3 separate regions of the Pan troglodytes genome follow, and all the other regions are linked to region 3. A link is a contact called in public Hi-C data. All regions are on one chromosome and are shown on one strand. The core of a region is the stretch at or near the end of the contact, and the rest is flanking DNA. Distances in the headings are between cores, read along the strand shown.

What was found. A called contact is a pair of places that touch in the nucleus more often than the background predicts.
Region 1: a contact with region 3 is called in a Hi-C map of stem cell-derived neural progenitor cells, with 2.9 times the contacts expected there. The contact joins the enhancer-like site here to the promoter of PPP1CB in region 3. A contact is called at or near these places in 3 of 7 Hi-C or Micro-C datasets (blood, induced pluripotent stem cells and stem cell-derived neural progenitor cells), 1 of 1 datasets of contacts at active chromatin or transcription factors (stem cell-derived excitatory neurons) and 1 of 1 other capture datasets (stem cell-derived neural stem cells).
Region 2: a contact with region 3 is called in a Hi-C map of stem cell-derived neural progenitor cells, with 2.8 times the contacts expected there. The contact joins the enhancer-like site here to the promoter of PPP1CB in region 3. A contact is called at or near these places in 1 of 7 Hi-C or Micro-C datasets (stem cell-derived neural progenitor cells) and 1 of 1 datasets of contacts at active chromatin or transcription factors (stem cell-derived excitatory neurons).

The regions. Positions count from the first base shown.
Region 1 is chr12:94,252,821-94,257,079 of NHGRI_mPanTro3-v2.0_pri, forward strand. PLB1 (phospholipase B1) reads right to left here. Exons shown (of 60, transcript XM_515372.8): 34 at 4,236-4,259; 35 at 3,201-3,274. Among named protein-coding and RNA genes, the nearest start is that of PLB1, 130 kb to the right of the region's middle. Within about 2 kb of position 2,456, at least 5 of the 24 cell types and tissues checked have an H3K27ac peak or open chromatin away from gene starts, as enhancers often do. A contact at or near this core is called in stem cell-derived neural progenitor cells and stem cell-derived neural stem cells, where this site is marked.
Region 2 is chr12:94,280,930-94,284,943 of NHGRI_mPanTro3-v2.0_pri, forward strand. PLB1 (phospholipase B1) reads right to left here. Exons shown (of 60, transcript XM_515372.8): 21 at 3,542-3,615; 22 at 2,031-2,074. Among named protein-coding and RNA genes, the nearest start is that of PLB1, 97 kb to the right of the region's middle. Within about 2 kb of position 2,307, at least 13 of the 24 cell types and tissues checked have an H3K27ac peak or open chromatin away from gene starts, as enhancers often do. A contact at or near this core is called in stem cell-derived neural progenitor cells, where this site is marked.
Region 3 is chr12:94,094,293-94,098,840 of NHGRI_mPanTro3-v2.0_pri, forward strand. PPP1CB (protein phosphatase 1 catalytic subunit beta) reads right to left here and starts at 3,216. Exons shown (of 9, transcript XM_063789201.1): 1 at 2,946-3,216; 2 at 2,553-2,691. The coding sequence starts at 2,604.

The DNA.
Region 1 (4,259 bases), core at 1,206-3,705, 160 kb after region 3:
TTAAGAACATGGCCTTAGCTTCCAGCCCACCAGCAAAGACTTCTAAGGGACAGGCCATGAGTCATAGTTGTTCTTCATTCAAGGAATGCTTGGAATGAAGTAGACTATTGCATGCCAGAGTGGTCAAGGACTTAAGTCAGAGGCTCTGCAAGCAATTCAGGTGGTAGAGAGAAGGCAGATGCCGTAAATCTTACCCTTCTCCTTCACTCAGTTCTTGCTCCCCACCCTTCCATTAGATGTCTGAGCCTAACTTGCTCATGGATGGGCGTTTGTTTAAGCGTCTGATTCTTTTCCAGCTCTGCATGAAGCTGTTGCTTTCTAACCCTTCTTTTTCTGGACCCAATCAGAATATTTTACATTTGAAAAGAAGTATAAATTTATATACCTCTGCCAATCACTTGTGTTCTAATTCTGCCTCTTCTCCTTCAATAAAGATATAAACATAGACACACAAACACAAACGCATCAAGTACTTCCTACTGTAATTTCTTGTTTAAAGGTATCTTCATTTTAAAACAAGTATGGTGGCTAATCAAGACCAACGGGCTATGAAAATCTCTCCCTGACTTCCATTTTAAAGTGAAAACTTCCAGAAGAAAAGGATTATGACAAATAAACACAAAAGCGCAAAAATATTCAAACTCTCATTTTGATCAGAACTATGAAACATGAAAGGAAGTAGACCCATATCAAACAGCTAGTCCACCTTAGACCCTTCAGATGGATATCATTTATGTTACACTCAATTTATGTTACAGAGCTCAATGGCTGGGCTCTGGTCATCTGTTGTCACCTAAAGTGTACAGAAAAATAGAGTAGATGCTCAATAACATTTGTTGAAGGAGTTTCAGTCATGTGAGATTGAACCCCTAGTTAATAAAACAAAGGCAATTTTTTTGGTAAGTAAATTTTATTTTGATCCTTTGAATGGTCCCAAACAAGCAAACTTATTTCAATGGAAGAAAAGGCAATGCTCTCAAGACCTTGGGGCCCGGCACATTGTTAAGCTGGCCAAAGCTGGAACCGTTCACTACAGAATCTCACAGGTCAAGGGGCCTTGGAAATATTCACAGCCAAGCCTCTTCTGCAGGTCCTGTTCACAGCCACCCACCCCCCATGAATTCTGGGTCTACTTCTCCCCTAATTCCATGAGATCCACTCTTTTCACTTTGTTTCCTAGGGGGAAGAGGCTCAAATTGCATTCTGAATTGATCTAGTATCATTAATTGCCTAGTTTTTCCAATCTAGAAGCTTTAACGGCTCAAAAATTGCTTTTCTCAGATAAGTCTACTAGGTGAACACTTTCAGGAGGTGTTAACAGGTGTTATGAACAAAGAAAATGTTCTGGAATTAAGGGAAACATTGGGTTAAACAGATAAAACTTAAATAGATTTCTGCATTGCAGGCCTTATGAGAGCCTTTAATATGCTAATACACACATGAATTCCCCAAAGGAAGGTTATAGTAATGTTTCCCCCTCAGATACAAAGGATTTTCTCTTCTCCAGGAACAGGTCTGGAGTTAATGTTCCATGGAACACACTTTGAGACACAGTAGTCTATGTATTCTACCAAGTGTCAAGCTGTCTCTCAGACCCCGACCTAGAGCTTCCATCTTTAACACACGTGCATTTGGGGGCAGCTATTTGAAACATTTAGGACAAATGAAGGGTTTAAAGGGACAGCAGCCATTGAACCCGAGGCCTTAGAGCTAGAACTAAAAGATTGAGACATTAGGCTGTAATGGACGTCACTTGTTGGAAGAAACAGAGCAATGGCTGAATTTTCCCATCGCTGCAGAAAGAAACTTTTAGTAGAGGACTGCTGGTTCATATCTGAATCCCAGGAGCCCAGCTGGTCGATCTGTTTTAAAGTTGGGCACATCACCTCACTTCCCCAGGCTGCCCCACCAGGTGCACGTCGCGTATCTATCACCTGCAATGTGGTTTGTCTACTTGATTTTTGTTTCCCATGCTATCGTATGAGGTCATTGCCTTCTTTAGCTGAGACCAAGTGCAGCTGCCAGAACCTCATGCTCTTTCCTGATTGTAATAAGCTCTGCTTTCTCTCCTCTGGTTTTTTTTCTTGTAGCCTCATTAGGAGCAGAATGGTGAGTCAGTGAGGCTCTGATTTGTTCCATGGCAGCCTGTTAGGACCAGGTACCTGACCAAGGACTTGTGGAAACGCAGGGACCTTGGCGCAGGAAGGCACTGACCTCTGTTCTTGAGAGGTTGATGTCCTCATGCTAAGGACACCCTAGGTCCTCGTTGTGGGTGGTACAGGCTGAGTGATGGCGCCTCCCTCTCACCCTGGAAACCCATCCTCTCTGGGACTCTGCTCAGGTCTGGCCAGAGAACCGTCACAGTCTTGATCACCCCCTCCCTGCTCCCTGTCACTTCCCCAGGAAGCAAACTGACTTAGAAGAAAAGGGAGGTGGCAGCAAAGGTGCTGTCCTGGCTCTGCCACTCATTAGCACGCTGCCCCCTTGTGGCCAGCTTCGTTCTAGTTGTTTTCCCAGGTAAATTCTGAGCTACTCGCCACTTACTTTGAAGCCTACAGGAATGAGAACTTTATTAGGAGAGAAAGAAACTTGAGAATATCTACACGCAACCGCTCGCCTGACACACCCTGAGCTTCTCCACTTCCATGTTCGGGATGCCCTTTCTCACCCTTTCCTCTTGTCGAATTGCTAATCTTTCAAGACATGGCTGATTGTGATTGTGTCTTGGTTATGCCCTCTCGAAGTGTGCGATGGATTTCAGAGGTTTTCTGTGCAGATGTGTACATATATGTAAAGGCAGCTGTGTGACTACAAGACAACATGAATAAACACATAAAGACAGTAAACAGAGACGTAGGAACACCACGTGTACACGTATACATGCAAGCGGGGAGGTGAAGATTCAGGGATTTGGTGCTTTTCTGGTGCATTTCCTGTTGGATTTGCTGACCCAGGAGTCTGATAAGACCCCTGGTTTACTTTCTCTGCACAATCAAAAAAAAAAAAAGATTATCAACAGTAAAATATCCTCTCCACTCACCAAATGTTCACATTTTGCAGAAATATATAGCTTTTTCTTTCTGAAAGCCCCTTCCAGACCAAGTCTTCGACCTCTGGGATTTACATATTTACAGGAGACAAAGCCACACCTAATCTCTGTTGTGGGGGGATCCCTGGGAGAGGTCAAAGGTTAACATTACCTGTATGACAGTCCCCGATACTGTGTGGTGACATCGGGGAGGTCGTCTGGTTTGGAGCCAATTCCATTGCCAGCCTTTGAAAATATACCAGAGTCCATAGGAAAATTAGCAAGTCAGAGAACAGGGAGGCTGTGAATGCACAGGGCTTCCAAAGAGGGGGTTCCCAATGCACTCGTGGTGGCAGGAGCAGACATGGGACCAGGAGCCCCTGGCTCTAAGTCTGCCATCCTCCTCTCCAGCTGTGTGCCTTCCCCAACTCTTAGCTGCCTCCTCGCTGAGCTGAGGACATGCCCTGCTCATCTCACAGGGAGTGTTTTGGGGATCAAATTGGATTACAGTTGTAAAAACCACTTTGAAAACTCTCAAGTGCTTTACAAACGTCAGAGAGTGTTAATAATGTCATTCCCACTGTTATGCCCCTACGTTCTTTATGAGCATGAAGAGAGAGCTCATTGGCTTAAGCGACTGCAGTGGACAGATCTCTCCTAAGTCTCACATTTCTCCTCTTTCCCTCTGGGGCATTCTGTAAGGTATTCTCAAGGCCTTGCACATGCTCCTGGAAAGTGATGATCTGGGATAGTAAAATAGCCCCATTTCTTGGAAGTTAGGAGCAGAGCTTCATCCACAACTAAGGAGTCCTGCTGCTTTCCGTGCAGATGCAAAGAAGAAACAGATGCAAGGGTCTCAGCTGATTATAAAGCATAATCCAAAGGAAAAAGAGCACTCACACAGGGAGGTTTAGGAGAATTTTGAGTCAGAATGACATATTTTTACATATATTAAAAAAGTGTTATTGGGTGTTCAAAATCTCTGCCTGCAGAAACAATTCAGTTCACTCCCAAAAAAGATTTCCTCTGCATATCTGTTTGAGAAAGCGGCCACAAATCAAATAACTGGCATGCTCTTGGATTGACAGAGCCAGGTAGAGGGGCAAGATAAGGCAGAGGACAGGCATGCAGACCCTTAAGTTAAGAGGACTGGGATCTGGAGCTGGCCTAGTTATCCCCAAACCACCTGGGGCCCAAGAGTCCTTACGGTCAGAGAATCCCCCAGAGCAGC
Region 2 (4,014 bases), core at 1,057-3,556, 190 kb after region 3:
CAATGACTTGCTGGTGCAGGCAGTTCTCTCTGCCAGGAACATTCTCTCCCCTTTCCTTACCTGACGAATTCTAATTCTTGATGCTCGTTTTCAGAAGACAGGGTTAACAGCCTCTATGTTTATTTTCCCCTAAGCTTTGTACACATCTATAAATATTAGTCATGTGTCTGTCTTTAGGAAGACATGCTGCCAAAGACACTTTGGTGATGTCATCGGAGCACTGTTCTCCTATTTTCCAAGCACTCAGCACTGGAATATTTGCTGGATTAAATTGAACAGGGGGTTGAACGGGGATTCTGTTCTGCCCTTACATTCTTACGAGTTTTCTAACACGTTTCCATATAGTTACTTCCCCCTGGATTATCTAGCCCCTACAATCAAATAGTCTTCACATCTCTAGCAAGAAGAGTCTAAATAGCGGATAATCCATTTCTGGGCTAAGTGTGTCAGGGGAGTCATCCACCTGTGGGGTAACATTGTCTCAATCCTTTGTAAATTACTTTGGTGAAAGAGGTGAAGCCAAATATTATCCAATTATCTTGTCCATAATACGAGCATGGGAAGTAAAGAGCCCAGAAAGCTATTGCATACATTGGGCCATCCCACAGCCAAGTTCATCACACTCACAAAAGCACCCTGAACCATCTCCTAGCAATAGAGGAACTGATTTATAGCTCATGTGTGTAGACCTAGATATAAAGAAGGCAGGGAGTGCTTGTGGCACAGAACCCTGTCTACCTAAATTCGACAGGATTTACAAATAACCAAAACAGATAACGTGAAGTCTGCTCAGCTCTGCTCTGCCTATGTGGAGATTAAGCTATGATGTCCCCCTCATCCAAATCTTGGTGGCTTCAAGTTGTTAGCTTCTAAATATATATTACAAAGGGCTATGTACCAGGAAAGTAAATGAAAATGGGACCAGTTAAATTCCTCCCAGGCAAAATTATCAGCCAGAAGATTCCAGGGGAAGAATTCAATTTAAACATGTATCGCTCGCATACTTTAAAAACAAGCAGGGAGATGTGTATGCACTGGCGAGAATTTTAAAAAGATAAGATCAGACCCTTCAAGGAATATAATCAGACTTTAAAAAATCATTCCGCCTGTAATCCTAGCACTTTGGGAGGCCAAGGCGGGCAGATCACAAAGTCAGGAAATCAAGACCATCCTGGCCAACATGGTGAAACCCTGTCTCTATCAAAAATACAAAAATTAGCTGGGTGTGGTGGCGGGGGCCTGTAGTCCCAGCTACTCGGGAGGCTGAGGCAGGAGAATCGCTTGAACCAGGGAGGCGGAGGTTGCAATGAGCTGAGATGGCGCCACCCTGCACTCCAGCCTGGCAACAGAGCGAGACTCCATCTCAAAAAAAAAAAAAAAAAAAAAAAAAAAAAAAAGAGAAAGAAATCATTCCGAGCAGGTTGGTGGAAAGTAAATTAAGGAAAGTGTTGAGTCCCAAAATGGCTGTGTCTGCACAACATGCACAAGATAACTTCATCTCCTCCTGCGGCAATAGCAGCGGTTCCTACAGCAACCCCGCAATTCAATATCTGTGCGCAGCTGTGTCTGCGCCCCAGGTGCCTGGATCGATGCCTCTCGCGGGGGTGATCTGCTGGGAAAGGCAGGCGCCGCACAACCGGGTTTCTTTTTCTTTTTTCTTGAATCACTTTTCTTTATTCTCTCTGATCTCACGCCAGATTATTGAATCACTTTTTAATGACTTGCACTAAGATGTGATCTTTTTCCCCGCTTTACTTTCTTCCTCCCTTGGTCAAAGACAATTTCTTTTCGACACCTCCCCGCCCCTGGCCGCCCCCAAGCCCCGAACCCCGCTCCACCCCCAACTCTAAGGCTTTCGTCACTGTCGGAAGCGGAGCTGGGCGGCAGCCTCGGGAGGCAGCGCCCCCTGGTGAATTTAGCGGGCTCCTGCAGCCGGGGCTCCTCCCGAGGCCCGCGCCACCTGCAGGGGGAGAGGGAAGCGTGCAGGGGCCGCCCCAAACCAAACATCCCGGCCGCCGCCGCGTACTCACTCGCCAGGGTGGTAACGGTGCCGATGTTCTCATCTCCGCCGACGCTGTAACGTGGGTCCAAGAAAGAAAATGAAGGGTTAAAATGCAGCCACGCCGAGACCCTTCAGACACTAGACAGAAACGCCCGTCTCCCGAGAAACAGCCCAGGGGCCTGGAGCTTGCCCTTTCCCTATCACTTCAGTAGAAAAACGGAAAAAGCAAACCAGAATACGACTCCCCTCCCCATAGGCCAGCACATCCAAACAAAACGCCAGCTTTAAACCGGCGGCTGATTTTCGCTGATGTTGGGGCAGGGGAGGTAGGTTGGTTCCTTGCACCCCTGCTTTCAAAGGGGAAGTAGTCCCTCGTCTGCCAGCCCCTTTCCAACTAGCCACTGCAGCGTGCATTAATATTATTGGTGTAAACGTAGTTTTTAAAAAGTTGGCCCTATTTTTTCTCTTTTCTCTTCCTGCTTGGCTTGGAAAAGCCGTTTTTAAAAGGTGTCTTCTAGAGAGTCAGCCATCTTCCAAGCCAATAATAAAATTCCAAGGTGATCAAAGTTAGAAGGGTTTCTAGGCATGCAAATATGCAGCATTCCAGAGTGGATTGGATTCCCTGCTTTTCCACACCCCCCACCCCATTCTGTGCCAAGGGTGTCTAGGAGCATCTAAAAGGTTCCCCCAAATGTTTGGGTTTAACTGTGCTGCAACGTGAGGAAGGATGCCAGAGACTCGGCACTCAGGTTAAAGCAGGTGTCAGATAGAGATGCCAGATTCCAGGTGAGGAAACACCAAACCTGCCCGGGCTTGCAGCAGAGGTTTGATCACATACAGAGCAGAAATAAGCCTGCCCAAAGTGATACAGGATAAGGGAATGCACTGATGGGGGCCAGGAAGCATCTGCTCTGCTTCCTGATCTTTTTACCTTCTGGCTCTGTGATCTTGGTCAGGTTACTTGCCCTCTCTGAGCCTTGTTTCCTCATCTGCAAAATAAAGGCCCTATAATAACAATGCCAACTACCAGATACTTGGTGTCAAGCACTGTGCTGGACACTTAAATTCTTTCTAGCCCTCAGACAGTGCTCAGGTAGTAGCATTATTTCTGCATCAGAGATGAGGAGAGAAGCTCAGAGAGGTTAGGGAACTTGCCCAAGGTTACATCCAACTGGGCAGCTAGGGCTCAGCTACAACTCTGGTTCCAAAGGCAATGATCTGTGCATCACTCAGGCCACTGCCTCCTTCTGAGATTATATCACAGAGGGAGAAATGGAAGCCAGAGAAGCATTTCCAGCCCAAACATTTATGTAGTTTCTCTCCTAGACTCCTGGCTCAAGGCTCAGCTACTGTTTTGGGCAATGTAGTGGTTTGAGGAGGCTGGTGAATACCTTTTTCAAATTAAACCTAGAAGTTGGTCATAGAAAAGAACAAAACGGCCCACCCTTCTGCTTAAGGCGTTGTTTTCTAGAACGCTCAGGGGGTTTCCCTTGCTCTGCAATGAAGGGGCCTTTGGGGCCTTGCCACACCCTCACTCACCTCCAGGATAGGCCTCGGTACTGAGTCAAGACGTCCAAGACGTTCCCAGGTGTGGACCCGGCCCCATTGCCTGCCTGAGAGGGAAGAATGAGGGGGTGAGTTTCTCTGCTTTCCCCAGTGGCCCACCTCTGCCTACCTGCCAAAAGGTCTATGTTCTTATGCTGGCCAGGACCACCTGGGCACTCTCTGGGATCTAGGGTCTAGATGGCACCATGTCTCCATATGTATCCTGCCTTTTCAGAGATGACTGAGAGTGCCCACTGGGAATGCCTGGTGCTACTCACAGCTCTGCTTCATTCTAAGAAACCCTGCCTAGGCCAAGACCAAGTAAAACTTGTCCAGCAAAAGTGCTCTTGTAATTAGACTGTACCTTTTCAAAAGGATACATTTCAGGGTCCTGTTTTTCTCATTTTTTTAAAGTTGTGAAGTATATCATAAAAGGAAATACATCATTATCCTTTTATACCAATATA
Region 3 (4,548 bases), core at 1,966-4,465:
TTGAAGATTAAAAATAATTATTTACTAGAAAATTCAAGTCTGCTCTGGACAAGTCTTTCAACAGGTCTGGATCTGGGAAGGAGCTGAAAAACCTAGAATATTTAAGAATCCCTTGGGGGCACTGTCAAACTAAATATGCTTCTGTAGGATGAAGAAGTACTGAAACCTACTGATAGAATGTGTGCTGAACATAGGACAGAGAGGAGGCTGAAAAAGCCTGAAAGACACTTGTTTAGACTGGGAGCTCCTTGAGTGAAGAGACTGTGTCTTATCTTAGGATTGCTGGTGCCTGGCAAGGAGGAGGTCAACTTGTTAACGCTTGCTAAATTAAGAGAGAAATGTGTCTGGACTACAATTCTTACCCGCCCCCCCCGTCCCCCCAAAAAAGGAAAACAGATTGTACAAACCAAATATTTAATTTGAATTCACAAAAACAAATGGAATCACTTATTTTTCCCCCAGTGTCTTTTCTAGTAACCTTGCACAACCCACTCGTGAAGTTTAAGTACCTGTAATCATATAAAGGTGCGTCTAATTTAAAAGGATACAAACATTTTAAAACATAAATCTATTTTATGCCTACAAAATATATGGAAAATGAAATAAAATATAAATAAGTTGAGATACAAACATATTTTTAAAATATTTAAATTTACAAGCAAAGTTTAAAATATATAAAAAATATGCCGGGCGCGATGGCTCACGCCTGTAATCCCAGCACTTTGGGAGGCTGAAGCGGGTGGATCACGAGGTCAGGAGTTCAAGACCAGCCAGGCCAAGATGGTGAAACCTCCGTCTCTACAAAAATACAAAAAAAATTAGCCGGGCATGATGGCGAGGTGCCTGTAATCCCAGCCACTCAGGAGGCTGAGGCGGAAGAATCGCTCGAACCCGGGAGGCGGAGGTTGCAGTGAGCTGAGACCGTGCCATTGCACTCCAGCCTGGGCGACAGAGTGAGACTCCGTCTCAAAAAATAAAAATAAAAAAATAAAAATAAAAAGGAGTAGGCCTCTACTTTCCCAAATGTAAACAAGACATACACATTTTTAAATTAACTGTATTTCCCTCATAAAATAGTTACAAAATACAATTATTTTCAAAGCAAATTTCTCAAAGACCCAGCAAGATGTTCACATCTGAAACAAAGTCTTAGGTAGTGAACACTGACTGCAGGCACCAGGGGGCCTCCCAGGAATAACTTGATAGTAAAGGAAAAGGTAAATAAGAGTTCCTGGTAAAACTTTTGCTTCCTATTCAGTCTTAAGACTGCTGGATGGCTTTCACATCTGGAGCAAATACACAGTATTTAGTTACAGAACAGGTACTCACAGAACTTGGGTTTGAGATACCGACACATACTTTGAGAAAAAGGAATTACCCCTCCCCCATTACAATATTCTTTGATGATTTTCCAAATATAAGTACATATTGCTTCACTCTAGCAATTATCTTAAGGTAATTTGAAAGCAAACAATACATATGCAATCGTTGGACGGCGGCTAACAAAGAGGCCTCTAAATTGTTTAAAAAGGATTAAAGGCTTTTCTACACACTCACAAAACAATTATTGATGACGAAAACTTTAGGGTAGAGAGACTGTTTGGCAGAAGACTGCATTTAACTTTGAATAATATCCTGCAATGAATCAATACATTTAACTCCCGGCTAGTCCACCTCTTCGTTTTCCCCCCTTGCCTTCCCACCAACATAAAACTATTCAATAAGAACACTTGAGCCCGGAAAGTTCAAATGCTGCGTAGACCTGCAAATACCTTTCGAATACAAGACAGGCTTTAAAAATAGATTTTCACTAAGTTTGTGCAGAAATTAAGCTCTGCTCAAATCAAATGCAAAAGCCAATCCCTTCAGCAAACCCATCTACATACATCACATTTCTGACGTGCATCTTCAACCTGAGCAAATATTTTGTCTTACAATTTTTTTAGGCCAAGTAACAAACGGTAGATTAATTCCCGCTAATTTTATCCTCTCTTTAAGAACAATCCATTCTATATAGCATTGTGTAAAAATGCAGAGCAGACGAAACAGTCCTGTTAAGGACAGGTTTTTATATATATACGTAAAATTCACTCCCGGAACGACAATCGGAGGCAGCCAAGGGCAATGCACAAAGAGAACAGAGAAGAACAGTGATTCCACGGACGCACAAAGCCCGGTGGCAGGGCAGGCATCCTCTCCCCATCCTCGGGTCACCGGAGGCGAGCACCACGGCGCGCGGAGCCCGGCGGCCTTTCCGAAAGGCTGTCGCCCGCAGACCCGCTCCGCACAGCCTTCGGCCGGCGGGCCTGGCCCCCGAGGGTCCGCGGGAACGGCCCCCTCTCCCCCGATCTCCCCTGACCGCGCTCCCAGAGGCCGCTCCCCCGCGCCCAGAGCCTCCTCGCCCCCTCCTCGGTTCGTCCGCCGCGCCGCGCTCCCAGAGACTCGTCTCGGGGCGGGAAAGGGGTCCCCTCGCGTTCCGGCGGCAGAGGGGGACGCAGGGGTCGGCGGCGGTGCCCGACCTCCCTCTGTCCCGCGGCCAGGCGCGCACTCACCCTCCAGCAGCCGGGTGATGAGGCTGTCCACGTTCAGCTCCCCGTCCGCCATCTTGTCGGCACAGACTCTCCTTCCCAGCAGCGGGAACAAGGGCTTCTCGGCGGCGGAGGCTGCGGAGACGGCTCGGCGTTCTCTCACCTACAAGTCACGCGGCGTTTCGACCCCGGCTCCAACTCCCCCTTTTCCCGGGCCCTCCCCCCACCCCCTCCCCGCCGGGTAGCGAGAGCGCGCGCACACTCGGAGGCACCCACGGAAAATAAATAAATAAACAAGAGAGGCCCCTTCGAACAGGGCCGCGTCAGACCCAGGCCGCCACCTCCTCCTCCTCGGCACCGCCCAGCTCCGCAAAGCTCACCAGCGCCGCCGACGGCCCCACCCGCAGCGCCACTCACTCCGCACGTCCCTTGCGCGCCGCCGCGTCACGCAGCTCTCCGCGCAGGCGCGCGGCGCGCTCCCCGCCGAGGCTCCCCTCGGCGCCTGGGCCGCCGCGCAACCGCACTGGAGCGGCTTTTCCCGTTGCCGTCTTCGCGCAGGTGCGTCGCCCTCTCTCCACGTCCACGGCGCCGAGTCTCGCCGCGGTGGCGCAGGCGCCAGGGAGGTTCCCCGGCTTTGCCGCGCGGAGGAAGTCCCGGTTACGCAGAGCGCGCTGGGGCTGGGCTGACCTTCCCCTTTCTCTACTTCACTGGCCTCCTCCAGACGTGGTGGTTGCGCCCTTTCGACCTCGCTTTCCGTTTTTTGGCTTCATCGCCTAGATCTGCAAACAGTTCCTCGTGTTTCTTCCGTTAGCCGGGAAACGCGAACTGCAGCGTTTGGGACCCGGGTTTGCGCGTGTGGAAAGCAAAAGGGGTTACTCTGCTGGAGTTCGACATTGCAAATAAAGGTCTTTATCCCCGGCGGTTCTACAAAATTAGTTCTGCAGGGATTCTGGTTGAAAGAAGCGTTAAAGTGGGCCTTGTAGGAGTCCGCAATAATCCAGTTTTACATGGGTGCAGATGGCTGCCTGTGTCTAGCGCTTTCACACATCTCATATCTTCATCCACGCCGTGGGTATCTTTTTTCCACGGTGTGTTTCTGTTGCTGCCTCCAGTATATTGCTTAATCATCCTACCTGGTAATTATTTATGCATTTTTCTCCTACTCTCGACTCAGCTCCTAGGGGATAAAAACACACTAACTTATCTTTGTGCCCACAGCACCCACCAAGTATTTCCATCACGTAATACTGCCTCTAGAAAGGCAGGAGGAGAAGCAGTCACGCTAAGGATCTAGGCAAGCCAGATCTTTTGTCCGGTTTTAGGAGGTGGCCAGCCCTTACTTATTCCACAAGTGTTTTTCCAGAAACTCAGACTTGATATTGCCTCAAGTCCAAGGCAGTGTGCTTCCCCCACTCACATATCACTAATAGTAGCTAACATTTGTTCAGATCCCTGTATGTACTCTGCCACTGTTTTAAATGTTACACCCGGGTTACCTCATTTAATCCTTACAACTGCCCTGTGAGGTAGGTACTATTATTATCTCTACTTTGTAGATGGGATTCACCGAGGCACAGACGGTTAAAAAACTTAGCCCAAATCACACAAATAAACAGCAGAGCTGGGATTCAAACCCAGGCATGTAGTGCTAGAGTCTGCATTCTTAACAATTGCTATATTCTCCCTCTCCGTGAATGTGGGCTGAGATGCTGAAACAGGCATGTGCTGTGGGGGAGAAAAAGCTTTGTCCAACCAAGTGCTTTCTAGTGTCCAGATGACATAGAGCTAGGATTTCCTAATGTCTTTTTTCCCCTATTTTTCTCTCCATTTCAGGATTGAGTTTGTGCATCGATTGTGAACACAACAGGCAGCAGGCTATAATGGTGGTCCTGGCTGGAGTAGTTTTCACAGACTGCAGTAATCTGTGGAGATGAACTGGCAGTTCTCTGTAGTTTTCACAGATCACTGCCAGTTCGTTTTGAGGCCTTCAGGAGTGAAGACCTGGCTCATCATCACTCTT